Linked DNA regions of Mus musculus: region 2 is linked to region 1. The links are chromatin contacts, called in public HiChIP or PLAC-seq maps. All regions are on one chromosome and are shown on one strand. Each heading gives the region's core, a stretch centred on a gene start, on an enhancer-like site or on the middle of the called end of the contact. The rest is flanking DNA. Distances are from core to core; before and after follow the strand shown.

Region 1 (5,563 bases), core at 1,474-3,973:
AGGAAGTGATGTCAGGTCAAAAGCAGAAGTTCTGAAGCTTCTACCCTTCCTGGGAAGTATGGACAGGCCATTCTCTGAGAGGAGGTCCCCAGAAGCTATAGAGCAGGGAGTAGGCTGATGACTGTATTAACTTGCCATGTGGAAACACTTGAAAATTGATTGCCAGCATCAGAAAATGGATATTTATATCAGCATAGGGCCACTTAATCCATCTGGGTGCCAGGTCTCCTGAAACTGGAGTTACAGGTGGCTGTAAGCCATCGTGTGGGTGCTGGGAACCAAACTTGGGTCATCCGCATGGGTAATAAATACGTTTCATCACCAAGTGTCTCTCAAACTCGTACAGTTCCTTATAGCACTCTCAGAGCAGGTGAAGAATTCCTCCTACACATCATTAATAAGAAGGACTCCTTTTAGATTAATATGTGTTAAGAGAAACATGTGTGAGTATTTAAATTGTTGAGGGGCTAGGATCTAACCTAGGGCCTTGGGTACATCAGGCAAATGCTCTACTGCTGAGCTTCATGCTCAGCTTTTGTGTGTGTGTGTGTGTGTGTGTGTGTGTGTGTGTGTGTGTGTGTGTGTGTGCTTGCTTTGAGGCAGAGTCTCACCATAGAGCCCAAGATGGCCTGAAACTTTCTAACCTCCATGTAGAACCACATTGAAATATGTATTAAGACTATATAAATATATTAGTATGTGTGAGGTAGAGGGATAGAACATTTTTAAGTCACTAAAATGCTGCAGATTGCATTGCTCAGGATGCATGAGTTCCTTGCTTCTCACACCTAGAAGGAGCAGAGGTAACCATGAGAAACGGTCTAATGAACATCTGGCCACCCCAGTCATCTGGCCACCTCTGTTCAGACAGGTGGGTCTCTGATGCTTGTCAAAGGTTGACAGGAGGGTGGCATACACTGCTGACTGAGTGGTCCAAGCTCAGCTTTCATACCCACCTCTGTGTAGACTGTGGTTTGGTTTCTTCCTCTGTCAGACTCCAGTCAGTATTAATAGTCAAGACAGGAAGCTGTGAGGGTCACGTAAGTGTCACGTCCTCAGAGAGCACTAGGCCCAGGAGGAAGGGCTACCATCGTTGGCTGACACTTAGAGGTTTAACATGAGAGCCCAGTGGGTGGCTCACCCTCTGCCAGCTCAGTTAGAGGCTCCGGACTTGTCACTATGTGGATCGAACATTTAAAAAGTAACATTGCTTATCTACCGTACTTGGAGCCTCACATCAGCTCGATGAGCCGGGAGAGGCAACCCAACGAGAGTTCTGGGAACTTGAGTGGAAAAAAATGACTTTTGCATTCTCTGACCTTGAAGGGAAGCCTAGCACCTCCCTCCCACCAGTGCAGAAGTGAGCGGCACATAAACCGCAGAGATGTTATCACGTGGTGACTGCTATGAGCAGGGGTCATGTGAAAAGAGTTATAAACTCTTCCTAGCCATATAAAGCACACACAATCCAGGTATTTTATTTACATGCTGTAAGCCAAGATTGGGCAGGTTTTGGAGCTATTTAATTTACATCCCAGTCATATGTCCCTTGTTATTTGCTGTTTCTCCTGGCTACGTGTTCATGGTCTTTCTCCTCTTGTGGCTGCTTCCTCCCCCTTCTGTGTCCTTTCTTCTTCTCTCTGTCTTTATCTGAAACTCCTAGCCAGGTAACTGAAAACCCGCCTACCTCTATCTACTGCCCAGTCACAGTATTTTATTGGCCAATTAGCTTGGAGGGCAAGGATACATAGCATCATCTGGTGTATGTGAGGATCTCCACGTTGGGTGGCAACCAGATCTTGGGGGCCAGTATTTAGTATTTGAATACACAGCAGCATGAGACCAACCCCTTATAGGGCTAGGGATTGGCCCCTCATACCGCCACCCTTGCAAACAGCTGAATGAATACCATTAGAAAGTGTGTGCCTGCCCTTTAATCTGTGAACATATCCTGTTGTTTGCTGTGTGGTAAGAAGCAGACATACTTCTTTAGCATGAAGAACCTTCTAAGAACCATTTCAATATCCATCCATGTCTCAGTGCTCCTGACTTATTTTATAAACCTTGTCTACTTGAGTGTGGATGTCTGACACTTACATAGCTGGGTCTGTTTGCACACATCTGCAATCACTGCATGAAAAAGGCCTCAGCAAGAGATCAAGAATTTAAGTCTAACCTGGTCTACACAATAAGCTCTCTCTGGGAAAAACAAAACAAGACAAAAAACAAACAAAAAACAGGCATCAAGGCTGCAGCCCAGAGACAAAGGTCTCACATGCCTTAGGGGCTGGTTGATATTAATAGCATCAGAAAGGTTTCTGAGAAGAGGGTAACAGGCCTCCCCAGATTCCAAAGAACCAATGACTTATCACAGAGTTGTGTTGAGGGAGAGGAGGTGGTTCCAGCCCCAGGCATTAGAGGCTACTCTAAAATCTGGCTTTCTGTACAGACCAGAGCAGGCAGCATTCTCCTTTAAGACCTACCAGCAGGGGTCTTTGGGCAAGAAACCAAAGTGATGCTTCAGTGTTGGAGATCTGGGGAGAGAGCCAGAGGAGGACTTGCGAGCTTTAGCATCCAGTGGTACACCCTCCTGGGCACACATGAACTCTCTCCCACTCGCCACTAGGCAGAGCCCAAATAACAGGAACTTCCTTCACCCCTGCCTGCAAAGGGCCAAGAAGAACCCACAGTCTTTGGCTGTGGCTGTAGCTTCCTTCCTTGTCAGTCACGTGGGGGCTTAGCTCCCATCCCTGGAGCCTGGGGTCAGACAGCTCACTTGCTTCATCTCAAGGAGTCAGGACAGACACCACTATGAGCTCTGGGGTCCCATTACTGAGAGTCCTCCTCTTCCTCTTAGGTAAGTGAAGGCAGATAGTAGAAATGGAGTGGGTGTTACCCTTTGCCAGCCTGGGAGCCCAGTGAGTTTAAACTGTAGATGAGACACCCATGGGCTTCCTTCTGAATTGTGACACATCCCTCGGGCTAGATGGCCTTGCTGACTTGGGTGGGATAGTGGGCAATATCCCCATTTCAGTTTAGATGCTGCTTACAAGCATGCTGGGCTGAGGGAGGAGAGGGCTGAGGGGGGTGCAGAGGAAGAGCTCCAGGCTTGGCTAAAGGACAGTCTGCTTCAACTGTGGCTTCATTCCTCCCAAACCGGAACATGCTTCTGGCACCCTGAGCACCCTGAGTTTCAGCTTCTGACCTAACGAAGTGGAAGATAGTGTTCCCTTCATAGGCTTGTGAGAGAACTGAGTTAAGCTTAATCGATCCAAGTCAAGATAATTGCCTAGAAGAGACAGGCTGGTGGGGCTGCCCCATTCCTGGTGATGACTGTGTGCGGAGTAGAGCGGGCAGAGGAATGGCCAATAGAGTAGACCCAGAAGCATTTTTGTTTGTTTGTTTTAAAGCACTTGTTTTTGGCCAAGCATTGAAAGGTGGAAGGAAGGAGAGAAGCGGGAGTAAGGTGGGCAAGGACTGGGAAGAAATAAAAAGTCAGGCATAGAGAGGAAGAAACGTGGTAAAGTGAGAGGAGCTACAAGATTGCTAGAAGTACGCAGAGACACTGAGAGCAGCGGCTGCGGGGAGGAGGGCTACTTCGCAAAGTGCCCTTGGCGTCAACTGTGCTTCTTCGGAAGGCAGCACTCATATGCTTTAAGATGCCTTTTCCAGAAAACTGAACAAAACCGAAAAGCAAGCAGTCTGCCTCCTAATGGTTTCTTGAGTCTGCAGGTGTGGCCTGAATCCGGTACACAGACAAGATTACCGTAGCAGGTATCCACGAGCGAGCACCCGCACCGCGAAGGGGCAGCACAATAAATACCTGGGTCTTTGGTATTGGCATGTTGCGACAGACCCCTCTCATCCACTCGTGGATGTTGGTTCCTGACAGCGACAATGAGGAGGTCGCAGGGACCAGCAAGCAGTGAATAAGGGTGCGCAGGACAACCAAACTCAGTATCGTTGCCAGGCAAAGGGCCAGAAGCCAACAGAGTCTCTAACCTCACTTTCTTTCTGCTTTGGGCCGACAGAAATACAGGCCGCTCCATCGTGGGGAATCTGGGGTAGGGGTCGAATTTAAAAACGAAGAATAAAGTAAAATGATATAAACAGACAATTCACTGAAAAATTGCAGACAGTAAGCCTTTTAAGATGCTCCGTCTGACAAACCCAAAGAGAAGTAATAGCGTGTGGCATATTTTGGTGCTTCTGAGGTGCAAAGTACTGGCTAAAGTCAGTCCCCACAGTGTCATGGAAAGACATCCTGGTACTGCAATCTCTGGGTGCCCTTTTAAGCTCTGGGGCCCAGTCATTCTGCTCTTAAATGCTTTCACATAAAGGTAGGGCATAGAGAGGACCGCGAGGCAGCTCTAGACTTCCAGCATGTTACTTTTTGTTCTGTTTTTTGCAAGCACAGAGAAATAAGGCAGTCATCTTCTCTGTGCCAGTTTCCTCGTCTATCAGTTGAGGCTAATGATCTGTCCTACTTCCTTCCCATGGTATGGTGGTTGAGAGGTTTCTTAGCAGCGTGTCTGACTCCTGGTGTACGCTCAGGACCAGGCATTAGGCACACTCACTGATTCCACTTCACAGAGGCTATTGGGAGGGGAAAGGAAGCTGTTCACAACTTTTGACCCAGAAATTCCTTGTCAAAGAATTTACTCTAAAGAAATAATGAGGGTAAAAGCTTCCCAAAAACGTTTAACAGGATGTTACTCAGCACAGGAGGAATTTCAATTAAGGGATTGCTCAGATCAGATTGGTCAGTGGCCGTGTCTATGGGGAATTGTCTTGGTTGTTGATTGGTGTGTGTGTGTGTGTGTGTGTGGTGTGTGTGTGTTGGGTCTCAGCTAACTGTGGGTGGTGGTACCCTTGAGCAGGTGGTCTGGGTTGGGTCAGAAAGCTGACCAGCATGAGGTAGAAGCTGGCCAATAAGCAACTTGATAAAAAGTTGATTGATGTGGGTCATGATGCTCATCACAGCAGCAGAAAAGTGAACTAGAACATCATCTAAGATACATTTTAAAACTCACCTTTAAATGGATTGCATCATTCAAAAATAGACTGTATCTGTGTGTGCATCTTAATGAAAGGGTCTAGTTTTATTTTTCTGTGTGTAATACAAACACTCCTAACGTTTGCTTTAGTCTTTCATTTAGAACCTTTTGGCAATGCTGCCTCCATTCAGGCCCCATCTAGCAGACATAAAAGCTGCCTGTTCTGGGCCATGGTTCTGGATCTGACTGCATTTGGTCATCTTCATAATGATTTGATACAATAGCTTATGTATCGTTGTCACTTCTCAGGAAGGTTGTACACACTGCTTGTTGCTGTTAGAATCTTCCTGACTCTGAGTGCCCCTTCCTCTCTCGATGAAGCTTTTCCTCAAAAGCATGGTGAACCCACTTCCCGAGAGCTAACACCTCAGAACCACCCCGGGGGCCTCATCCACCTCTCCAAACCAGCCCCAAGTGGGAGTGTTCTTGTAACCATGCCCATTTGGACAGACGAGGAGAGGGGAGCATACAACACAGAAAGGGCTTCTTGGAGGTCAGAGGTCAGG
Region 2 (5,563 bases), core at 1,290-3,789, 150 kb after region 1:
TGTAGCTGAACTGAGAAAACACAGGCATAGAGGGCTTAGATGCACTGTTCACTGGAATACAGCTTATGATGGCAGCCTTCTTGTTTCTGAGAGCAAGGCTCCTGAGCACCAACCACCATAGAGACCCTTGTGTGATTCAGTGACGGGGCATGTGAGGATCGGGTTAAAAGTCTCATTCTTGGGTTATGTCTTGATTGAAGCAGATAAGCAAACACTCTTTTTCTAGGCGAAAGCATCCTCTAGAGTGGCTGCCTGTAAAATCACTTTGGGAAGGCACCAGGGATACCGCATTCCTGGTTCATGTGGAAAGAAGATGAACAATTACATCAGCTTTTGGAGCAGTCACTGTGCAGCCAGGAGAGGCTTCAAGTATGGGAGCCTCACTGAGACCATTATATATAATCATATTTCTGTTCACACAATATGGCTTGTAAACTCTAGAGGCATCCATCTGTCAATCTTTAAAATCTTGAGCCTATAAGCTTTATCCTTGGTCTTTCTATGCTGGCTTCAACATGTTACCTAGATAGATGGTACCTTGTGACTGTCCCAATACATGTTAGCTTGGGTGTGTGGCCTTCCATCTTATTGAACATACACTGAGGATGTCCTTTAATAAATGCCCGTTGAACTCCTTGGATTCAAAAGCATTGTGTGAATTTGTTTGGCTGGGGACATCCTGGCCAGTCCATCCAGTCTGAGATGTTAATGAACTTCAATAGGTGAAATCCTTGTCTCCACTTCTTTCTTGAGTTCAGACTTTTCTGTTTTCTGTAGTCCTAAAGCACATTGAACTACTGGCCCTCAGACCATAAGTAAGCATACAGAGGTTGGAAATCGAGGTGAGAAACACAGATATGACTCCCAGGCTGAGGCAACAGAGCAAGTGGGTATTACATGCCGTGGAGACTTTTAGGTCTCTTGTGTCTCTGGACCTGGCTCAGAGAGTAGGATGATTTCTGGTGAGCAGTCATAGCTCTATGCTGGCTTTGGGAATAGAAAATATTCAAGGCTTTGAAGCTGTTGGTCCACCTGGACCTCTGGTGCCAGCACCACCAATCATCTCAGAGGTTACTAGCATACTCTTTCCCTGGAACAGAGATCCTCTACTCCAAAGAGTCCATGAACTGACCTGGCAATTGACTCATAGTCACCTGAGCTTCTCCAGTTCTTCCCATTCACCCTCAACTTCATCTCGCAGCCATGTAGCATGTATTCCCCACATACGCCGGCCACAGCAGAGCCTACTTCCTTATCATCTGCACCCATACAGGTCAGAGGTGGACCAGCTCCCGTCTGGAAGCCTCATGTCTTGAGTGAAAATGGAAGTAAGAACCTGGAGGCTTTCTGAGGATTCTTCCCTGTCCCTTTATTACCTTCTCTCATTGGTGGCAGTTCTGTGTGGCTGTCCTTGCAGAGCCTTGTGCTGTGTGTCCTTGGGTCTTCCACCTCTCCACACCAACCTGTCCGATGAGAATGAGACAGGCCCTGCCCTTCATCCTCAGACCCAGCCTTTGTAGCTCACACTGCCTGCTGTGTGATGTGAGTCTCTATCCAAGCCTCATGCAGTTGACCTAATGGTCCTTCGCTCCTTTCCCCATTGGAGTCTGATGCCTGCTTCTAGGGAAAAGGACTGCTGTCTACCTGTCTGACTCTCTTAGATTCAGAGTGTGTGCTTCCAACCATGAGCATTACCTTGTGCCAAGATATTGTATTGCTCATGTGCTTTTCCCAGGGGCCAGGTTCCAGGCAGGATGGAGACTTCTGAACCCATAAGTGCCTGATACCATAAAACGGTTTTCTGCCATTTTTTGTTTGGTTTTTGGTACAGGCCATCCTAGCCTCAAATTCACCACTCCCCTGTTACCACATCCCAAGTGCCGGGAATATGGGCATGTTAGCACTCCCCGAAGCCTTCTGCTTTTAACAGCTGTTTACGTGTCTGTGACATGAGTGTGACTGTTGGCCCACCTCACATGGCAAAGGTGAGAACAGAATGGGATAGTGAAAGTTACTTACCAATGCACTGCTGAGTTCTGTTCCCCAAAGGACCAAGTCTCAGCCAACACACCGAGCTACCTCCCAAAGCCACTCTGGACCACTTAACTCTTCTGTCTCAGAAAAAGAAATATTTCTTTTTATTAGTTTTCCTCTTCTATTTTTATTTTAAAACACACCAGAAAACTCTAGATCCTTTTTGCATAAATACCAATGTGTATGCCTGGAAGCAACCCCAGCCACTCAACAGGGCCAAGTTTATGTCCAAGGCATGTTGGCTGCGATATGGTCATATTCTCCCCTCCTGAGCATGGATGTTCAGAGTCCAGAGTCTCTGGGTGGACCCTGGGAGAGCAAGATGTGTTAGACGCTTAGCTGCAGCATTCTCGCTGGCCATGGTTGTGTGCCGGGGCTTCAGGGAGACTGTGTTTCTCTAGTTCCTTCTCTGTTGAATAAAAAATGAGCACTTGAAGGAAGAAGAGGAAGTCTGCTGCTGACGATTCTTGTGGTCTCTTGGGGAAGTGGATCCCTGATTCTGCAACTCTGTAGAACTCCATCTCATGTTGGAGTGCTAAGGTGACGTGAGCGCAGAGCTCCCATGTCCTGGGTATCGATCGGCTGCTGTGGTAATAGTATTACCTGGCTGAACTCTTCACACTGGCAACGGGCAGCCGTTGCAATTGCATTTCTCTCTTATTCCTGCAAAGTTAATTCGACATGCACATCCAGCTGCACTCTCTGCTAGAAAGTATTGTTTTGCAGGAGTCTGCATAAGAGATCATTAAATCTCTGCTTACCCAGAAGAGAAACTTTCAGTTGACTCCATGGAAACCCTTGCACAAGATGAAATCCCCAGAATGTGCACATTAGGAGCCTGAAGCATGTGTGCTGTGAAGAGATGCGTAGCTTACGGATCTCCTGAGGTCGGTTTTCCTGGTGTCAGCAGTCGGGCGGTCTCTTCCCCTCTCGTGTACTTTCCATAACCACCACCCTAAACTGGGGCAGAGACTGGCTTAAATTAGAGCTGAGAGAGGCAGCCTACACTGGTTCTGTGGTCCTAGCTCCTCACCACTGGTGAAGTAGATGAATGAGGCTAGGCAAGCCATAGCAGGCTCCGAAACTTTCATTCACCCTTACACCTAGGATGCAAAGACTTCCTCGTTTATCCAAACTGTAGCCTGGGTGATCATGGGACATCATGTGGTGTGTGGCTCTGTAGTCAGCAATGACAACTTGGATTTGAGTCTAGGATTAGTGGGTTCCCCAAGGATGAGGCATTATGTGCCCCCTAACACCTACTAAAAAGAGTAAAGAAGAACTAAGAGACATTAAGGAAGTGGAGCTTGTGAAGTGCATCCTCCTTAGATGGGAGGGCAGGCAGTACCCTCTGGATGATTGGCAGTTTCTTAAGAGCTAAACAGACATTTGCCGTATGACCCAGATGTCCCACTCTGAGATACTTACTCTGGAAAAACAGGGAAAATCCCACAAAAGTCTCCTAAAAGTGCAGGTTTATAGTAGCACCTGCTATGACCCAGCCACATGGCTCCCTGGCTGCCTCAGGGTTTTCCTGAGGTCGGAGACCAGGCACTGCCATCATTTCCTCTGCCACCCTGAACACATGGGCTCAATCTTCATTCTGGCTGCCTCAGTGGAGGGAGGGAAAGAGAGGGGGGGAGGGGGAGGAGAGGGGGAGAGGGGGAGAGGGGGAGGAGGAGGAGGAGGAGGAAGAGGAGGAAGAAAGGAGAGAAGGAAGAAGAGGAAGAGGAGAAGGAGGAAGAAACCAGACTGGAGAGGTGCTTCTGACCCATGTCCCACTGCCTGGCCCTGCCTCCCATAAATTCAGCAGGGTCTGTGTGTAAGGAGGGGCTCGATTAGAGCCCCGTGGATCCCACTTTGGAAGTTCCTGTTACGTTTTTGGTGCAGCCTAAGGCTTCAAGGAGGCTTGGAGACAGTGGGTTACATTGGCCGAAGCCTGTGCTCTAAGCATAATGCCTGAGCATATCCAGCCTTCTGATTCCTTGGGGGAACGCTTTTAGAATTCCTCATGCAAACCAAAAGACAAATCCTTCTCGTAAAATGGTGCATATCCATATCAAAATGTAGCCTCCTTACATCCTCTACACATCTGCTGTCACCCTTAATGATTCACCTTCTGAAGATAAGGCAAACGCAAGTGCAAAAACCATAGTCACTCTGCTGTGTAGGGGATGACAGGGAGGGCCACATAGTTCATACAGATGTAACTTTTCCCACAAACATTTTTAACCCACAGTTGGTTGCAGAACTGAGAGATACAGAGGGCTAATTGTAACTCTATCCCCTCAGCATCCAAGAGTACTTTTGAGAGCTAGCAGCCATAGAGAACTAACAGGGTGCTTCCTGGCCCATCTTCATAGACCCAGCACTTCTCTTGTGGATTGGAGTTGCTGAAGACACTGGGGATGGTATGTTAGCTAAGCTAAGCTGAGTTTGTCTAGCCAAGGTTACAGTGAGAGTGCCTTGCTACAGATCCCTTACCGGGCTCTGTGCTACGGCAAGCCCTTGCCACCTGTGATGGTTACACCACGCTCTCTTTCTGGCTTCTGGCTTTACTCTCTGTGTTCTAGTCTTACCTAGTCTTCCTGTGTAGCCAGAAAGCACCTCTAACTTCCTTCTTTAAGTAGCATAAGGTTTCCTGAGGCATCAATGTAAACAAAGACAGGTTGATGAAAACTCGTGACAAGAATACATCGGCCTGCCTTCCCGGGCTGTGAAGACTTCATTTCCAGTTCACCGAGCTGGGGAGTGTAGTTAAGCACATGTTTGATAGTGCCAACCAACTGTGCCTGCCAGAAAAATAGGTCCTTGAAAGGTGCCAAGCACTGATATTATGCATCTTCCGTTGTAAACTGTATACACTTCACACTCCCGAGCCTCCTGCCTGCTGCCTCATATCTTCAATCAAATTATTACACTCCAGAAATATGCATAAGGGAAATGATTGTACACATTTTATGGTGGGTTGTTGCTTGTAGCAGTAATTGAAGTACCTTTCCCACTTATGAAAGTACTAATTTTATTTGTTTTTATTGCTTTTCTAGATGCAATTATTTATTTAGTGTGCTTTGGCTTTATTAAATTATGTTTACTATAGGAGCATCATAAAAATGTATGAAAACAACACATCAGCCAAGCCAGCCTGGTGACCTGTATTGAGAAAGCGGGTGTTATTTTTCATATCCAAACGTAATGAAATAACTTAAGAATAAACAGATAATCTACGCTAGAAAACAATACAGTTCCAAAGTAATGCAATAAAACAACTGGACAATATGATTTCATAAACCTGGGCTCTAAAATTTACATGAGTTGGGTTTTGAGTACTTATTGGAGAACACGTGGTGTTTTTAAACGGAATCGTTACAGAGTGAAATGTAATTAAACAAAAGGCCAGAGCTACATCGGGGTCTGTGGGCTGGTAAGATGTGGACGGCTAGCAGAGCTGTGTAGAGACTTTTGGTGTCAGTAGGAAAGCAGAGACTCCATCCCTACAAATGTACTTAACTTTGAACTTGAAAAAATG

Evidence for each region. HiChIP or PLAC-seq counts read pairs in DNA pulled down with a chosen protein or histone mark.
Region 2: a contact with region 1 is called in an H3K27ac HiChIP or PLAC-seq map of microglia, with 4 times the contacts expected there. The contact joins the enhancer-like site here to the promoter of Tmem273 in region 1. A contact is called at or near these places in 8 of 39 promoter capture datasets (the C10 cell line, HPC-7-derived erythroid cells, cranial neural crest and 3 more), 2 of 484 Hi-C or Micro-C datasets (embryonic fibroblasts and nephron progenitors), 3 of 115 datasets of contacts at active chromatin or transcription factors (bone marrow-derived macrophages and microglia) and 2 of 9 other capture datasets (adipose tissue and liver).

What each region holds. Positions count from the first base shown.
Region 1 is chr14:32,783,240-32,788,802 of GRCm38.p6, forward strand. Tmem273 (transmembrane protein 273) reads left to right here and starts at 2,724. Exons shown (of 5, transcript NM_001163616.1): 1 at 2,724-2,857. The coding sequence starts at 2,812.
Region 2 is chr14:32,929,417-32,934,979 of GRCm38.p6, forward strand. The region is part of intron 7 of Vstm4 (V-set and transmembrane domain containing 4); the gene reads left to right. Among named protein-coding and RNA genes, the nearest start is that of Gm36674, 17 kb to the left of the region's middle. Within about 2 kb of position 2,540, at least 25 of the 459 cell types and tissues checked have an H3K27ac peak or open chromatin away from gene starts, as enhancers often do. A contact at or near this core is called in bone marrow-derived macrophages and microglia, where this site is marked.